Linked DNA regions of Sus scrofa: region 2 is linked to region 1. The links are chromatin contacts, called in public Hi-C maps. All regions are on one chromosome and are shown on one strand. The core of a region is the stretch at or near the end of the contact, and the rest is flanking DNA. Distances in the headings are between cores, read along the strand shown. Region 1 overlaps GRAMD4 (GRAM domain-containing protein 4). Region 2 holds the start of GRAMD4 (GRAM domain-containing protein 4).

The links. A called contact is a pair of places that touch in the nucleus more often than the background predicts.
Region 2: a Hi-C map of omental adipose tissue shows a contact between it and region 1, with 2.2 times the contacts expected there. The contact joins the promoter of GRAMD4 here to the enhancer-like site in region 1. A contact is called at or near these places in 12 of 47 Hi-C or Micro-C datasets (blood, brain, embryonic fibroblasts and 7 more) and 2 of 2 datasets of contacts at active chromatin or transcription factors (alveolar macrophages and skeletal muscle).

Annotation. Positions count from the first base shown.
Region 1 is chr5:2,878,769-2,883,397 of Sscrofa11.1, forward strand. GRAMD4 (GRAM domain-containing protein 4) reads right to left here. Exons shown (of 19, transcript XM_021091367.1): 10 at 4,625-4,629; 11 at 3,450-3,521; 12 at 3,115-3,158; 13 at 2,884-2,993; 14 at 976-1,130. Among named protein-coding and RNA genes, the nearest start is that of CERK, 62 kb to the left of the region's middle. Within about 2 kb of position 2,658, at least 2 of the 83 cell types and tissues checked have an H3K27ac peak or open chromatin away from gene starts, as enhancers often do. A contact at or near this core is called in omental adipose tissue, where this site is marked.
Region 2 is chr5:2,945,858-2,950,475 of Sscrofa11.1, forward strand. GRAMD4 (GRAM domain-containing protein 4) reads right to left here and starts at 1,947. Exons shown (of 19, transcript XM_021091367.1): 1 at 1,758-1,947. The coding sequence starts at 1,786.

The DNA.
Region 1 (4,629 bases), core at 1,408-3,907:
CCTCGTGACACGAGGCCGTGAACACCGGGGCTGCCTCGCGGGCCCTGGGACGCCCGGTGGGGGCTGCCTCCACCCCGGGAAGCCCCCCGCCCGTCTGCCCCTCGTCTGAGACACTCGGGGAGCCAGGCCGCCTGGTGCGCGCCTCCCGCCTCGGGTCCACCTCCGCCTGTGCGGCCAGAGCCCCGCCGGCAGCTCGCCGAGGTCCAGGCTGCTCCCACCTGCCCAGCTGCACGCCCCCAACAAGCTTCGCTGTCTAGAACCAGGGAAGCCCAGAGCTTCCCTTCACCCACAGAAGCAGCGGTGGGTCACCAGACGCCCTTTCCTCAGAGGATGCTCATACACAAGACTCTGCAATCCAACGTCACCTCCTCCAGGAAGCCCCCCTACACCTCCCTGGGAGTCCTACTGAGCCCAGAACCTCCTCACTCGTCCGAGACCCCAAGAAGGGCGCCGAGGCCACCTTGCCCTGCATGTCCTGCCTCCGGACACGGGGCCCAATGCCCACAAGGCCTACATCAGCAAACGTGAACGCATCCCGGCCTGTAAGCCCACCATCGCGGCCTTGCTGCCCGAGCCTCAGAGCCAGGAACAGCGGGACCCGGCCCCCACCGACAGAGCGGTTGCTCGCTGCTCCCCCGCCCCCCAGGCTCTTGGCAGTCAAGGCCAGGGCCCCAGGGCCGCCTCACCCCGGCCTGGGGCACCTGGTTCCCCAGCCGCTCTGTGGGAAGGTCCCTGAGCGGCCTGCAGGCGGAGGGCCTCCCATCTAGCCTCCAAGTGCTGCCCGGGGGCCCTGGGATGCCTGTCCTGGGCCTTGGGAACAGCCGCTGGTCACAGGGAAACTGCCCCCCTTGCCGGCTGTTTTGAGCTGCTCGTTTCAAGGGCCCCGTAAAACCGGAGACCCCAGCGTCCTGCGGGCCAGGAGCAAAGGAGCGGGCGTGCGGCCTGGGGCGCCCTCCCCGCCCCCCCGGGGCCTACCCTGCGCGAGGCGGGGGCGCTGGAGCGCTCCTTGAGCTGGGGGTCCGTGGGGAGGCTCTTCCAGATGATGTAGGGGGTGTCGTACTTGGCTCGCAGCCGCGGGCAGCGTTTGAAGATGAAGTCGATGAGGAAGAACTTGATTCCGGCGTAGAGCCCTGCAGCGGGCAGAACGGGTGCTCGCACTGGGGCCTGCACCCCACCCGGGGGCCCAGGTCCCGGGGTGTGGGGGGGGGGACGCAGGGCAGCGGGGTGACCCCAGCTGAGGCGGAAGCCACTTTCACGGTGTGCTCCCGCAAGCTAGAGGGGGCTCAGGCCAAATAGCACAGCTGTCTCTAAAACCCATCAGCCACCAAAACGCACGTCAGCGTCCTCTGAGGGCGACGGGAAGCAGAACCCTGGGGACCAGCCCCTGCCTGCCGCTGACTGCGGGGCTGGCAGGACGGCTGTGGGCTCCCCCGCACCTGTGTTGGCGATGGTCCCCGAGAAACGAGAGGCAGCCCAGAGGCCACTTCACGTTCACTGGCCTTTGTCACTTCCCCACGGCCACACTTGCCTGCCCTGGCTCTCGGGCGGGGGCGAGGGACCGGGACCCATCTGCACTCGGCGGCCGAGGGCAGGCGGGAGCAGCGCCTGGACCGTGAGACCGCCACCCCAACACCCAAGCTCAGACCAGCAGCCTCCCACACACTGTGGCCGGGACCCGTGCCAGCTCTGGGCTGGGGACACGGAGGCCAGGAGAGCCTGCCCGCCCCCTGTGGGCTGGGCCTTGGGGTCTGGCTTCCTGGGAGAGCTGAGCTGTGGGGCTGGGGTGGTCCAGGGGCTAGGTGACGAGGGGGCCTCAGGACAGCCCCTCCAACCTGCCTACACCTTCCTCCCTACCCCATTGAGGCCCCCAGGCTGGGGCTTCAGCACCCCCTCCCACCTGGGACTTCAGGGACCATTCCAACAGTCAGCCCCCCGTCCCGCAGCTCCACGCCCAGCTCAGCCCACTCAGGCCAGGCCCACTCCACCCACTGGGTACTTCCCGGGCCCCCCTCCCCATCCCATCCCATCCCCCGCCCCCTCCGAGCCACCATCCAGTGCCCCCCTGCCTGTCTCCCCATCCTCCCCGCCCCTCATTCTCCTGGAAACTGAACCTGCCACGCTGAGGTTTGAAATATAGGTGAGAACCATGCCAGCACTTCCCTCAACTCGGCACAGCTCCCCCCCCAGAATTAAACTCTCACACCCACCCCACCACCCACGGCCCTAGTGGCCCTAAATGGCAGCATCACCTGCCCAGCCTCTCAGGGCAAACCCTGACCCCTCCCCGACCCCAGCTCATCCCCACCCCAGCTCATCCGTCACAGATGCCAGAGGCTCTGCTTCTACAACACCTGGGCCCACTGCCCACGCCCCGCCCAAAACATACATGGGCAACCTCCCTGCTCTGCTTAAGCCCCCACCCCTGGCACAGAACCCAAGGCCGCTCCACGCCACAGCCCCCCTGACGCCATCTCCCGCCCCTCATCACCCCTGCCCTCACACCTGAACCCTCCGGTCCCTGTGACTTGTCCCCCAAGAGCCAGGAGTGCTCACAAAGGACCATGGCTCGCAGCCAGGTCCCATGGGCCTCTGGCCCGCCGGTCCCTTCTGCTCGGCCAGCAGAGGCCAAGCTCGCCCTCAGAAGCCTTCGTCACGTCTCTAGTCTGGCGGGCCTCACTTCTCCTGAATTTGGACACTGTGACAGAAAGTCACCGGAGCAGCTGCAGGGCGGGGAAGGACGGTGGGGGATCTGACAGCTGCCCCCTCCCCAGAGGCCTGCCCCGAGGGGCACACAGAAGGGAGGGGGTGTCCTGGGGGAAGCAGGTGCCCAGGGCCCCTGTGCCGTGTCAGACGCGCCTTGGCGCCGGACGGGAGGCCCCTTACCCACGGCCAGCCCCACCAGGCGGTAGGGGAAGAAGCAGGAGGCCAGGAAGGCGGCCCACAGCGCGATGTACAGCTTCCGCGTGACCTCAGGCTGGACCCACGTGAACAGGCTGCAAGGGAGGGGGAGGCTCAGCAGACGGGGCCGCAGCCCCGGGCACACCCGCCCCGGGCACACCCCGCTCCGGGCACACCCGCCCTGGGCACACCCGCCCCGGGCGGGCCGGGACTCACTTCTTGATCTTCTCCAGGATGTCAGCCATCTTCCCAAAGAGGTTCTGCGTGAAGAAGCAGCCGTGGTCACGACAGACCCCCGGGGCCTTGGCGATGCGGGAGACGCGCAGCCCCCGAGACCTCAGCCGGCGCCACCGCCGAGCCCCAGGGCCCTGCCCAGCCGCCCCTGGACCGAGGACAACTAACCGGGGCGCCGGCCATCAGACCAGGCCAGGTGGGCCCCCACCAGCCACACTGTCTTGGTGTCCGCGAGGGACCAGCGGACAGGCTGATGACGGGGTGATGACAACAGACAGGCCAGGCCCGGGACTCTGGCCACAGCCCGATGGCCGTACCTGGGCTTTCTGGGCGACGTCCAGCACGAGCTGGAACTTCTCAGACACAGTCAGGTCTTCCTTTGGAGGCTCCTTCAGTCAAAGGGGAAAGAGAATTTCCACTGAAATTCAACAGTTCAGAGAAATTACTGACAAAAACAGCATGGCGGGCCCCGCAGCCCCGGGACCATGACACAGCCAGAGGGACGGATGCCCCCAGGGGGACGTAGCTCGAGGGGACAGCATGCCCGCCCCTCTGGAGGGCCCCCCCCCCCCCGCCGTGGGCAAGACTGAGGCTGACTTCTGTTTTAACAGATGGCCTTCAGAGGTGCATCTGAGGCCCCAGAACCCACCCCCCACTTTACAGACAGGGGAGCCGAGGCCCCAGCACAGGGGACCTGACCTTGTCCTGCCGGCCTCAGTTCATTCAGCAAGAACCTCCCCAGGACCCCCAGGTTCCAGGCCTGCTTCCCAGGAGGTGCCCTCCCAGACTCCTGTCTTAAAGGGGCCCCTATAGACACCACCATATCCCCCACCCCTACTGTGTGCTCCACACACACAGTAGGTACGCAAACATCTGACAAGGCTCAAGGAGGCACCGTGGCCACTCTCCTGCCTGTGCCTTGTGGCTCAGCCCCACGGGCCAGAGTCCCTGGAGAGTGGGTGTGCAAACCATGTGTAAAGGGCCAGGCGGCAAGTGCGGGAGCCTCTGCGGGCCTCACGGGCTGTCCCGGCAGCTCAGCTTGGCCACTGAGGCCCCCAGGCAGCCCCTGTGTAAAGGTACGGGCGCGACAGGTGCCAACAGCCCTGGATGTGAGAGACCAGGCAGCGGCCGCAGGTAGCTTGTTGACCACCGCTCTACATGTCCACTGGCCCAGCCTGTCCACCCTCCACCCTCCACTGGAGGCTGTGAGGGGCTGCAGCGCCCCCCACCCCCGTGGCCTCCCTTCCATGTCTCTTCCTGGCTGAGGGGGGTCAGGTCAAGCCAGGCCAGGCCAGGCCCTCCTGCCTCCCCAGCAGCCGAGCCCAGGCTGCTCAAGGGCACTCAGGGCGTCCGCTGGCCAGGGGTCAGGGGGCGCCCCTCTCTGGACTCCAGGTGGGGGGGTGCTGGCCTTCTCCCCCCTCCCCCGACCTCTCCTGGCCGCACGGGCGGGAGGAGGCCGGCCCCTGGCAAAGGCGGCCTTCCCAGGACTTACCACCA
Region 2 (4,618 bases), core at 697-3,196, 66 kb after region 1:
CGGCGGACCTCACGCGGAGGGCTTCCTGTGCAGTTTCCAGGAAATGCCTTTCCCAAGCGCAGCCAGAGAGCCCTCGCGGGGACAGGCCCTGCCCGTCCCCAGGCCACGCTGCCAGGACAGCCACAGCCCACACCCCACCAGCCACGGCAGCCCAGAGGAAAGAGGCCTCAGGGAGCCCCGCCCCAGTCCCCAGGACCCAGCTGCCCCCCCACGCGTCCAGCCGCGTCCAGACCGCAGGTTCAAGACCCCGGCCTACGGTCACAAAGTGCTGCAGAGAGAGCACCATGGCCAAGGCGGGAGAAGAACAGGCAGGCGGTTTTCAGAGGAAGAAAGGAGAGGCAGGTCTAACGAGGGCCCCGACCCGAGGTGTCCCAGCTAACAGTGCGGGATGTGGCTTCACCCCAGCAGGGGACAAGGGCGGCAACTCGAACACACACGCCCAGCAGGACTGTGTCCCCCAGGCGGGCCGAGTCCACACGTGGGGCAGCAGCGTCAAGGAAACGAGAACCGGGAGCAAAGGGCACGGCTGGGCTCTCGGGGCGGGGCGGGGGTTCGGATCTCTGCTCCGCATGTGTCAGAGGGAAGGGGGGTGGGGCTGCCCCGCACCGTCCTGTCCTCCTGTCGGCCCCTCTCCTTCAGGGAAACTGAGGCCTGCAAAGACGCCAGGCCTTTTGGCCCAAGGTCACAGAGCAGATGCGGGAAGGAGGCAAAACGCCAAATTCCTTTCCTAACTGCTGCACAGCCCTGACCATCCTGCCAGGCCCAGGCCTGAAACAGCCCCTAAGGCTGAGCTGCAATGGGGGCCGGGGCTCACGCGTCTCCATTCTGGGGGGGTAGGAGCTGCTCCCACCTGTCTTTTCTCCCAAACCTGCACTAAGAAGGTAAGCCGGGAACCCCATCCCGCAAAAGGTGTCATCCAAACAGAATCTTTCCTGCCATTGGAAAGGTCGGGATAGCAAGAGCCCCAGGGTGGACTCTGCTTCCGGCAAGGGGGGGGACCTCCTCAGGTCCAGGGCCCTGGCTGGGGGCTGCTCCTCCAGCCAGAGGCTCTCCGCAGGGACAGGTGCACCAGCTCACCTGCTCGGCCTCTCCTCCCTGCCTGGTGGTAGGCTCCGACAGCAGAGCAGGGCCTGCCAGCGGCAGGTGTGGGCCCAGGGCTGGGGGCTGCCGCAGACACCACATCTCCTTGCCTGCCAGCAGGTCTGGGCCCCAGCAGAGCCCCCACCAGCTCAAAGTCCCAAACAAAGGGAAAGGAGACAGGGCAAAAAGAGGGGTGCGGGGAGGGGGGCAACCCACAACTTTTTCCTCTTGGGTCACAGGGGCCGGCAGCTCCCTCCTCCTCTCCTGTGTCCCTAAGGAGTGAGTCGGAAAGACGGACATTGGACGCGATCACCAGTGCCCCAGCCTGGCCTCAGTGACTCTGACATCACCGACCACCACCCCATCTGGGGCCCAGTGCCCGCAGGACGTCCTCCTTTCCCTGGCCAGCCCAGCACAGCGCGAACCAGGAGACGTCGCGGCCCGGGCGCGCGCGGGGGAAGGGGGGGTGGCCGTGACGCGCGCCCAAGCCCGCGCGGGACCCGGGGGCGTGTATGCGGGGCGCGCCCGCGCGGGGCCCTGCTTGGAGGGCCGCTGACTCCGGGCGCGGGGAGAGCGTGGCGGAGCGCGCCGGGTCGCGGCCCAGCCGGCCGGTGTCGGGAGCGTGTCTGTGTGTCCGCCGAGGTCCGTGTGGGCGTCCGCGCGCGCGCGCCGCTTACCCTGCGCGGAGATCGGGGCCACCTCTCATCCACCCGCCGCCGTGCCGCGCCCCTCACCAGCCGCCGGGCCGTGCTGCACCTGCCGCCCGCCGGGGAGCCCAGCGGCGCCGGGGAGCCCGGAGGAGGCGGTCCCGCGGGTGCCGGCCACGAGCGCGGAGGCGGCGGCGGCGGCGGCGGCGGCGGCGGCGGCGCCAGGTCGCGCGCTCGCGTCCCGCTGAGCGGAGTCTGCGCGCCCCCGGCCCGGCCTGCGCAGCCGCCGCCCCGCCCCGCGCGCGCTCCGCCCCGCGCCCCGAGCCGCCACGCCACGCCCAACGCCACGCCCTACGACCTGAGCGGCAAGCCCCGCGCAGCCACGCCACGCCCCACGCGGCTCCTTAAAGGAGCCGCGCCGCCTCGGCCCTCCCTGTCTCTCCTGGCGCGAACGGCGGTGCGCCGGGGCCCGCGGGAGCGCGCCTGCCCTGGCAGGTGAGCGCGCGTGCGAGCTCGGTCACGCGGCACCGCCTTTGTTTGGGTGGCCCACGTGCGTCCCCGCCACCCACGCGCACGCGCGGCGGCTCCTCCGCGCGGCCGTCCGCAGGTTCCACCTACAGCCAAACGGCCCCGCGCATCTGTCTGGTGGACGCCAAGGGCACAGCCACGCACAAGCACGCATGCTGCTGTCACTTCATCCGTGGTCCCCCTGCTAGACACCCCGTCGGGGCCGCACTGTGGGTCAAAGCCTTTGCTACCAGTAGGGACCACATCCCACAGGAAAATGCTTTTCCGCTGACGCCCCTGTTGGGCCCACTCAGGGAAGGGTACCTGGAGCCCGCAGGAGGAGGGCTGGGGGGGTGCACACGCTCGCTAGACACCAGCAACCAGCAGGGGTTGACCCCCACCCCCAGGACGCGCTCTATCCTCAGGATCTGGGCCTCTGTCTCTAAATCTCGCCTTTGTCATTTAAGGGGGCCCCTCCACCCTCCTGCATCTCCGCAGGCCCACACGCAGGGCGCAGGGGCCAGGGCACAGCTTTAGTATTAGTGGTGAGCCCACTTTAAGCCCTCCTGCCCCTGAGTCTGGAACCACCCCCTCTCCCCCCTCTCCCCTGCCTCTCCCCTCTCCTCTCCTTCCGCCCCTTCCCCCCTCCCTCCCCAAGAAAACTCCGCCCACTCCGGCTCTGGGACCAGGGGCTGTCTAGCTCAGGTGCAGAGAGGACCACCCTTCGAAAACCCCAGGTCCTCACCCTGGGTTGGAAGCCGGCATCCCCTCCCCACCCGTGTCTGCCCGAGAGGATGGGGCTTGGAGTGGCGGGACAGGGGAACCCAGAGACTAGAGACGACCAAGAGGCTGTCTCTGCCCAGCCTTCTCAGCCAGCCCTCTCTCGCTGGGGCCTCTGGGCTCTGCCCTGCTGTTCTCTCCTCCATGTGTGTCTTTAGCCTGCTTCCCTGCTCTGCCCCCAAGACAATGACCCCAGAAGTCCTACAGGCACCTCCAGGAATCAGAACTGAGCTACCCTCCCACCCCACTATCTGCCTCCCATCCTCTCCTCTGTCCCGAAAGCTCCTCACCAGTCCTCAGGGATCCTGATTAAAGCACTCCTGAAGCATTCCTTGGGGCAAGGGTCAACTGTTTAAAAAAAAAAAAAATTGCACCCCCTAAACCTTGAGAATGGTTTTACTTGGTAAACTTATTAAGGACTATCGCCTGGGGCTGCAGCGGCTCAGAGAGCCCCGAGGCACCAACCTCCCAAAGAGAAAAGGGAGGAGCCAGGATAGACGGGAGTGAGTTTTTGCTGAAAACAAGCAACGCATTGAGCACCAAAAGAACACTGCGAATCACAAAAACCAAACATCTCAAGTTACTGGTTTTAGTGCTTTGTATGGGAAGGTGCCAGAGTCTGTGCTCATTGGAATCATTCCTTTGATGTGTATCTTAACTCTCTGGGGCCAGTATCCTGCTCCCCGCATCCTGAGTTCTCTCTGGGTGCAGCCAACATCAGGGCGCAGCAGTTCTGGGTGGCGTGATGGGCACAGTGTCCTTTGTTTACTGAAATGACAGGTGACATTCTGTGTCCACACAAGGGTTTGGGGCCCCTCTTTCGTCCTCTCCCAGGATTCCATGCCTGGGAAGGTAGCCCTGGTGGGCCTGGGCCAGGAGCAAGCTTCAAGTGAGCTCCCAGCAGGAGGCTGAACCTCTCTGTACCTCAGTTTCCTGAGTGTGAAATGGGGGAACAGTGATTTCAGATTAACGGTGCCGGAGTATGAAGGTGGGGTCTAGTTCAGGGGCAGCAGGGCGATGTGGCAAGCTGTCAGCAGAACCACCTCTTCCCGGGGTGAGAGCTCCACTGGGTGGTCTGAGATGCCTTTGTGCCCGGCGACCCTGCCAGGACTGGGCTCAGCCACCAAATCCCACTGGTTCCTCCTCCATCTGGGCTGGCGGCTCCTGGCCTTATCCCTCTGTGCTCCAGGCAAACAGGACTAGAGAGTTTCCCAAACACAAGCTCGATGTTCCTGCCCCGCCCCTCTAGGACCACCTTCCACACTTGAACTCCACCCAGCCTGCAAGGCCCAGCTCCACAAAGGGCCCCTGGACCCGCCTGGCCCGAAGGGGTCCCAGCCTCCCTGGCAGCCTCCACACTGCCTCCACCACGAATCAGCATGTGTTTAAATGTCAGTCCCTGGGACTGCCTTGCACATAGTAGGGAGTCAGCAAATGTGCTATTAATAGTGGCCAAATGACACCCAGGAAAGTAACTCACATATTTCCTTGATTTTAAAATGCCACCACGTAAGCTGCACCGTCAACTTAATAACAGCTTTTCAGGAAAGAATGAACTGCCCACCTTGCATCAGAGCACCAGCTGATGCTGTGCACCGCTTGTA